Regions from separate parts of the Sus scrofa genome. Here region 1 is linked to region 2. The links are chromatin contacts, called in public Hi-C maps. All regions are on one chromosome and are shown on one strand. Each heading gives the region's core, a stretch centred on a gene start, on an enhancer-like site or on the middle of the called end of the contact. The rest is flanking DNA. Distances are from core to core; before and after follow the strand shown. Region 1 holds the start of ZMPSTE24 (CAAX prenyl protease 1 homolog). Region 2 holds the start of CAP1 (adenylyl cyclase-associated protein 1).

Region 1 (4,014 bases), core at 109-2,608, 200 kb before region 2:
AGGTTATCCTAACCACTGATGTAATTCAGTGACAGCATGGAACAACGTAGGTAAAGCAAACCAGCCAGTGAAAGACTGCAATAAAGTGGTTACTTAAAATCCATCTCATTTAAAAGTTCAGCTCTCGAAGTCCCCGTTGTGGCTCAGCAAGTTAAGAATCCAACATAGTGTCCCTGAAGATTCGGGTTCCATCCCTGGGCTCGCTCAGTGGGTTAAGGATCCAGTGTTGCCACAAGCTTTGGGTCTCGTATGTGGCTGTGGCATAGGCCTCAGCTGCTGCTTCAATTTTATTCCTGGCCCAGCAACTTCTATATGCCACAGGAGTGGCTGTAAAACCAAAAAAAAATTCAACTCTCTCATCCATCAAACTGTTTATTATATCTTGCCAAGGTACTGTTAAGTAACTTTCACTTTCTACTTTACTGTTTAAACTATTTGAACAAAAACAACAAAGATGCTTTTAAGAAAAACAAGAAAATATTGTTTTTGGAACAATAAGAATATACTTTTTTTTTTTTTTTTTTAAGGAAAGAGTCCTTGGAAGGACTGTGAATTTTTTATTTTCAGGAGTCCTATGGTTGATGTGAACATGACACAAAGGACAAGGAGAAGCTGTAATTCAAAAATTTTTGCATCTTCCTTGTGAAGACTTATGGGTTGCTGCCAAAAATAAAGGAGGTACGTCTAAGGCCAAGAATCCTAAGGAAGCTTTGGGCAGCTACAAGAGCTGAGGCCTGACAAGCCGGCAGCCCTGCCTTGCCTTTCATCAGGCCCTAACCTACCCGGATCCCATGACTACGTTGCGGGAAAAGGTCCTGAGGCACCAGATCCTCTCCAGGCCAACCCCGCCATTGGGCCAGGTTAGGAGGCTCAGTAGGGACCCAGAAGGTCGAAGCTGGTGCTGGGGTCGCAGCAATCATCCAGGTACTTGGGGTCGAGATTGAGGCTGGCCTAGAGCTGACCGGGTGTCGGGTCAGGTGGGCCCTGTCTAGGCTCACCTGCCGCTGTGCTAGGAAGGTCTCCCAAAGATACACTGTCCAGGAGAAGAGCAGCACAGCCCCGAAGATACGCTTCTCGGCGGGCATCTCCCACATAGCGTCCAGCGACGCCCACATCCCCATGGCCACCCGGCTCCGCCGGCTTCTTCAGCGTGCACTGGTGCCACACCGACTCCGGTCCCCTCAAAGCGTCCCCGCAGTGTCACAGCGATATTCGTCCCTTCCGAGCGCCCCTATACCGACACCCGGCCCATCCCACTCCCTTCGCTCAGCCTGCAGTGTTACATGAACACTCTTCCCCATGCTGACGCACCCTGGGGCCGCCCAGGGCCTGGAGGCAAGATAAGCCCCGCCTTTCTGACTTCCGGCCCCAGGAGGGCGGGCGCCCAGACGCGGAGTTCCGGCCTCTGCCCGCCCCTGCGCCCCCTGAGCTGCACCAACTTTCTTCCCGCTCCCGTCCACCTAGGGTCTATGCCGAGGGTTCCGGTTTCCCTCCAGGGCCCGACTGAGATGCTGAGCTCTCGACTTTCTAGCCTCCCGAGTTGCAATTACTTTTCTTCGTTCTAGGGCATGCCCTGCCTGGGTGCAGCCTGTGCCGTGCTTTCCGCGGCCGGGAACATCCCACTGGTATTAGAGGCTAAGCCAGAACGGACAGAGTGGGCCACGGATCCCGCCGTGAGGTAGCTGGGAAGAATCAGAGAAGAGCCGACTTCCCAGGCTCTAGAAATCATTCCTCTGAACTAGTGCTTCTCAGACTGTGGTCTGTACATCCATGGGATATCTTAAAAGACTAAAAGGATAGTTAAGAGCAGTACTAGACGTTATAAGTGCAGTATCTTGGCCTGTATTGGGCTGTTCTGAATTTGGGCATGTTGGTGGTAGTAATGAGAATTTTCCTTTAAAGATCTCAACTCTTCCGTCCCAAGCAAAGTCAGAGGCAGCATTTTGCCTAAGGGAGTGTGCTGTTGGGTAAAGCAAGGATAGCTAGGTTAGAAATACCTGAAGTGAAAGTGTTTTTCTAGAGACAAATTCCTATCAAGGCTCAGTGCCATGTTTGTCTTGGAATTCAGAAATGCAACATGCTCACAGTAATGCCTGTTAACACATTGATTTGACTTGAACGTTTTTCTGATTGAAGATAAGTCTGATTTAGTTAGGTGGTTTGACACAGAGACTGGTGTTAATTTGCATAATTATTATTTACAATAAATTGAGCTAAATCTGCAGCCGCAACTAAGAAATATTTAAAGTAATATTGTAATGCCAAAGATGTGTTGCAGTAAACAACTGCAACCAAATATCTCAAATTTCTCAACTCCTAAATACCTCTTAGTGAGAGTGCCCGGTGTAATTAAAAGTCGTTGGGAGTTCCTGCTGTGGCTCAGGGGATTAAGAACCCAACTAGTATCCATAAAGATGCAGTTTGATCCCTGGCCTTGCTCAGTGGGTTAAGGATCCCAAGTTGTTTCAAGCTACACATGGTCCCAGACCCGGCTTAGATCTGACTTTTCCCTGGCTGTGGTAGGCCAGCAGCTGTAGCTCTGATATGACCCCTAGCCTGGGAACTTCCATATGTGGCTGGTGTGACCCTAAAAAGCTAAAAAAAAAAACAGAGAAAAACAAACAAAAAAACCTTGGGAGTTCCCGTCATGGCTCAACAGAAGTGAATCTGACTAGAATCCATGAGGATGCAGGTTCTATCCCTGGCCTTGCTCAGTGGGTTAGGGATCCAACATTGCTGTGGCTCTGGCGTAGGCCGGCGGCTGCAGATCCGGTTGGACCTCTAGCCTGGGCACCTCCATATGCTGTGGGTGTGGACCTAAAAAGACCCCAAAAAAAAATTTTTTTTAAAAACCTTGATCTTTAATCAGAGTGAAATAATAAGCCGTTGAAAGGTTTTGAGCAGAAGAGTCACGTGATCTTTTTAGCTACCAGCTAGAGAATAAACTGAATGGAGACACAGATGGAAGCAGAGAGTCCAGTTTGAAGGCCATTTTGTGAATCCTAGTGAGAGATAATGGTGGCTTGCACTAGGGAAGTAGCACTGGAGGGAGAAGTAAATTATGGAAAGTAAATAGTAACTTGTCACCTTTTTCAGAAGGATAGTGTTAACAGATGGGACGGTCTATGTGGAAACTGAAGTGAGATCCTCAAAACAGGCTATTGTCAGGGTTTGCCAAAGAAGAGAGACTGAATTTGGTGGATAAGGCTTCTCCTCCCTAGGGTGGTGGACACTGGGGTAAGGTGTCCACCCCGCCTAGCCTGAATGATAAAATGGCTCTCAAGCCCTTTTCTTAGTTTGCCTTGATTCTCTGTGTGCGAAACATCCAAGATCTCTCAATTGATGCCCTAGACATAAATGCTTTGATTTCAAGAAAAGAATGACCCCCAGTAAGAATGAATACTTGGTATCGACCCCTTATAATTGTGGTGTGGGTCACACATCTTTTCTGGGGAACTGAGAGCCAGAAACACTGTGACCCCTCAATTTCTACCACACTGTGACCCCTCAGTTTCTACCACACTATCCTAAGAGAGCAGCCAACCTGTTTTACTTTTTGCATCTAGCTTGCCATATTCATTTTTTTTTTTTTTTTTTTTAGCTATGCCTGTGGCATGCAGAAATTCCCAGGCCAGGGATCAAATCCATGCCACAGCTATGATCTGAGCCACAGCAGTGACAATGCTGGATCCTTTAACCACTAGGCCACTAGGGAAATCCAAGCTCATTTTATTCTCTGTCTCCCGCCCAGACTACCAGCTCTATGTTACTCCCCTGTTAAAAACCCACAGTGGGGCATTCCCAACAGTATAGGATCAACTTTAAGGCCCTTCATTACCTGAATCACTCAACTCTTCTAGGCCCTTCTGACTTTCTTTCAATATACCCCAGAGCATTAACCAAGACAAGAACACTGGAACTATGTGGAAAGGCACTGAAATTTAGCACAAAAGATTGAGACATTGACGTTAAAAGATTGCATGGCACTCCTTCAGCAGCATAGTTAAAAACCTT
Region 2 (3,825 bases), core at 401-2,900:
TTGTTGCACTGAATTTCATCCCCTGAGGTACAGAGATCCCCACTTAAAGGATGAGAAAAACGAGGCTCAAAGGTAAATCAAGCACCTATGGCTACCGATGCTTAGCAGTGGGGCCAGACCAAACACGAGCCAAATGGTTTCAAGTCCAGAAGTATGCAACACCTTTGACAGAGTTAACTGGGCTTTTTTGAATAAGCGCTATAGACTAGGAGAAAGGGGAGGTTATCTGATTACAAATACAAAGATCTGCCCTCTCTTAAAAAAAAAAAAAAAAAAAAAACAATTCCCCAGGCAATCCAAACAGGCTGCACGCATCGGAGAACCTTTAACCTGCAATAGCCCACGAGACGACACCTCCTGGAAGACCACTCCAAGGTAGAGAGAGAAGGTCCTGGGAAATGAACGCGGGAAGGATCTGAGGCTGATAATCTAAAAAACTATGGTCTAGATTCCGATTGTTTCCCTCACTCGCTGTAAGATCTTAGACCAGCCCGTCTCTCCGGGGATCGATTTACCCATCCGAGCAATGGGGCAAGACCAGGGATAAGGAAGACTAAAAAGATCTCAGAGGTTCCTTTCAGTCAGGACGAGCACCTCAGAAACCAGGCCTCCGCTGAAGCTGATGGTCAGAACTGCGAGGTCCAGCGGAGGGGGCCTCCCCAGGAGAGCCTAGCTCAGTTGGTCACCCCGGCCTCACCTCAAGAGACCGCGCCCAGGCTCCAGGTCGGCCTGAGGGCCTCGCCGCGGAGCCCCTCAGGAGGGCTCACCGCACGCGCCTAGGCCAGAAAAACCATTAACAAAGCCAGGGGCCAGTGGGCCTCGGAGGGGACCCCAGTCCCTACATGGACGCGCACACTCACCTCAGAGTTCCTCACCTCGGGACTGCGATCAGCCGCTCTCCACTTCCGGCAAGAACCGCCCAGCAATCTTCGCGCGACCCACTTCCGGGCCCTCACTGGGCGCGGCACCCCCACCGGAAATGAACGGCCGGCTGAAACGCCTGGCCAGAGGAGGGACGGGGAGGATGTCTGGCCGCCCCGTTCGTGACTCCGCCCCCTATCCGCCACGCCTAAGAGAGAGAATCCCCTCTAGGCAGGAAAAAAGCCCCGCCCCATTGAGGGAGGGGCAGGCCGGCGTACTTAAGGCTAAGCCACGCCCCTCTATCAACCGTAGAAGCCGGAAGCGCCAGGGCCAATGAAGGACCGAAATTACTGGCTAAACTCCACCCCCGGAGAAGGAGGACTAATGAGTGGCTAATTCTCCCATCAGTTTGGCTTCAATGGCAAAGGCCGGGCCCTTTTCGCAGTATTCCGAAAGGGGTCTAGGGACTAGAGGGGACGATTCTCTGAGGGCGGCTATTCTGGGTGGCCGTCCATTCTCCGTGGGGATGAAAGCTAAACCCCGCCTCCCTCTGGGCGTGCAGACCTCGATTTCCCCGTTTGTGACGTGAGGAGGCCATTGATCTGGACGTTGTGCCTGGAGGACCTCCGGGGGCTGGGTGTGGGGAGGGGGTCTGCGAGGGCGCTCTGGCCCAGCCCGGGGTTTCTGGGCGTGCCGCCGCCGCCCTGCTCTTTCTGCCCTCGGCTGGGAAGGTGGAAGCTTGCCCCACTTCCTGTTTGTTCGGTGCGCTCTGTGACCATAGATGGTCAGGTCTGGTGCCGCGCAGCAGCCTCCGCCCCGCGGTTTGGGAGTCCTACTTCTCGGTGCGAAGGGTGTGGTCCGCAAGATTAAGATGAGCGAAATTAGAAGAGATCCTGCCCTAGTCGGATGCCGCTCAGTCGGGGGGACGTTCCGCACTGCGGCCGCTGCACGCAGGGAAGACTTCGCTTCCGTGCCCCTCAGGCCTGGAGATCAGAGCTTTGTTCCCTCAAGGCTCACACTTTCCAACCAGTGATTATCCTCCCACAAAGATTTATTTCCAGAAAAAAATTGGCAAGTGCTACAGGTTCCACCCGTTCAGCTGAACGCCTCTGTCAGTTCCAATCCTCAAATTGAATGCAGGCGTTATATAGAGTCACTCATTCAATAAATACAGTTCTTGTAATAACAGTTACCATTTACTGCGCGCTGACTATATGCCAGGGCTATGCTGAATGCTTGTGCATTTTCATTTAATTCTAATAGGAACTCTCTGTGGTAGGTACCATTATGGCTTCTAATTTTTAAATGGAGTTGAATTACTTGCCAAGTTCACAAAGTAACTGTCAGAATTTTGAAGGGAACATATCTATCTGACTAAATCCCGGAGCTTAAACCTTATGCTAGACCATTCTGGAATCGTCTGCAGCAATTTGGAGGCAGTCATGCATTTGGGTAGAGAGACATTCTGAGTTCCAGTCCTGGCTTTGGCACCTTAATAGGGGGCAGACTTTGGTCCAGTTACCTGACTTTTCTGAACCTGGGCCTCTTCTAAATGTAATGACTCCCAGGATGTTTAAAAGCAAGTGACCATATGACAAAATGTGGTATACAAACTGTAGCATTTTAAAAATATTTAGATTTAACAAAAACATCACTCTCTCTCACACACACACTCACCTGCACAGAAACTCTACTCAGCCATAATACGAAAAAGTTCTATTTGGTGCTTCATATATGTGAAGCCCAGGGCAAATAGCCTCCTGGCCGTCATTGCAATCAGCTCTACATTTAGTCCTTCCAAATCTTTTTTTGGGTTAGAGACGAGAAATACCTAGACTATACGTGCAATGTAGAGGAAGGGGAGAAAAAGAAGGAAACTGAAAAGGGAAGGAAGAGAAAGGGAGTTCCCGTCGTGGCGCAGTGGTTAACGAATCCGACTAGGAACCATGAAGGTTTCGGGTTCGATCCCTGCACTTGCTCAGTGGGTTAACGATCCGGCGTTGCTGTGAGCTGTGGTGTAGGTTGCAGAGGCTCGGATCCCGCGTTGCTGTGGCTCCGGCGTAGGCTGGCAGCTACAGCTCCGATTGGACCCCTAGCCTGGGAACCTCCATATGCCGCAGGAGCGGCCCAAAGAAATAGCAAAAAAGAAAAAAAAAAGAGAGAGAAGGAAGAAAATTTCCCCATCTATAAATTGGGGCAGTTTCCATCGTGGTGCAGCGGAAAGGAATCCGACTAGGAACCATGAGGTCGTGGGTTCAATCCCTGGCCTCACTCAGCGGGACTCAGCGGGTTAAGGATCTGGCATTGCCTTGAGCTGTGGTCTAAGTCGCAGACTCGGCTCAGATCTCCCATTGCTGTGGCTGTGGTGTAGGCTGGTGGTTACAGCTCTAATTCAACCCCTAGCCTGGGAACCTCCATATGCCACAGGTGCAGCCCTAAAAAGCAAAATAAATAAATAAATAAATAAATAAATTGGTGATAATTAATGGGATTATAATGAGAAACAAACAATAATGCGTGTGAAACCATTTAATAAAGTGATTCTTTATAAAGAGTGCACACATGTCATAGCACCGAAACTTCTAAACTTTTAAGGGACCTGAACACATGCACTTATAACTCCACTGGGAGGGAATTTATTTATTCTTTTTTTTTTCTTTTTATGGACAAAACTGTGGCATATGGAATTTCCCAGCTTAGGGGTCAGATCAGCTGTAGCTGCCGGTCTACACCACAGCCACAGCAACGTGAGATCCAAATCATGTCTGTGATCTACACCACAGCTCACGGCAATGCTGGATCCCTAAGCCACTGAGCAAGGCCAAGTATCGAACCAGTGTCCTCATGCATACTAGTCAGTTTCTTTACTGCCGAGCCACAACACAAACTCCTTTATTCATTTATTTATACACTGGAAAAAACCCGAGTTCTTCTGTACTAAGCACCATGTTACTTTGTACCAGG

The links. Hi-C and Micro-C count contacts between places; a contact is called where the count stands out from the background.
Region 1: a contact with region 2 is called in a Hi-C map of liver, with 2.9 times the contacts expected there. The contact joins the promoter of ZMPSTE24 here to the promoter of CAP1 in region 2. A contact is called at or near these places in 4 of 47 Hi-C or Micro-C datasets (epiblast stem cells, heart right ventricle, liver and 1 more) and 2 of 2 datasets of contacts at active chromatin or transcription factors (alveolar macrophages and skeletal muscle).

Annotation. Positions count from the first base shown.
Region 1 is chr6:96,005,651-96,009,664 of Sscrofa11.1, reverse strand. It overlaps ZMPSTE24 (CAAX prenyl protease 1 homolog), which reads right to left and starts at 1,358. Exons shown (of 10, transcript XM_021096012.1): 1 at 999-1,358. The coding sequence starts at 1,121.
Region 2 is chr6:95,809,310-95,813,134 of Sscrofa11.1, reverse strand. It overlaps CAP1 (adenylyl cyclase-associated protein 1), which reads right to left and starts at 1,650. Exons shown (of 13, transcript XM_021095997.1): 1 at 876-1,650.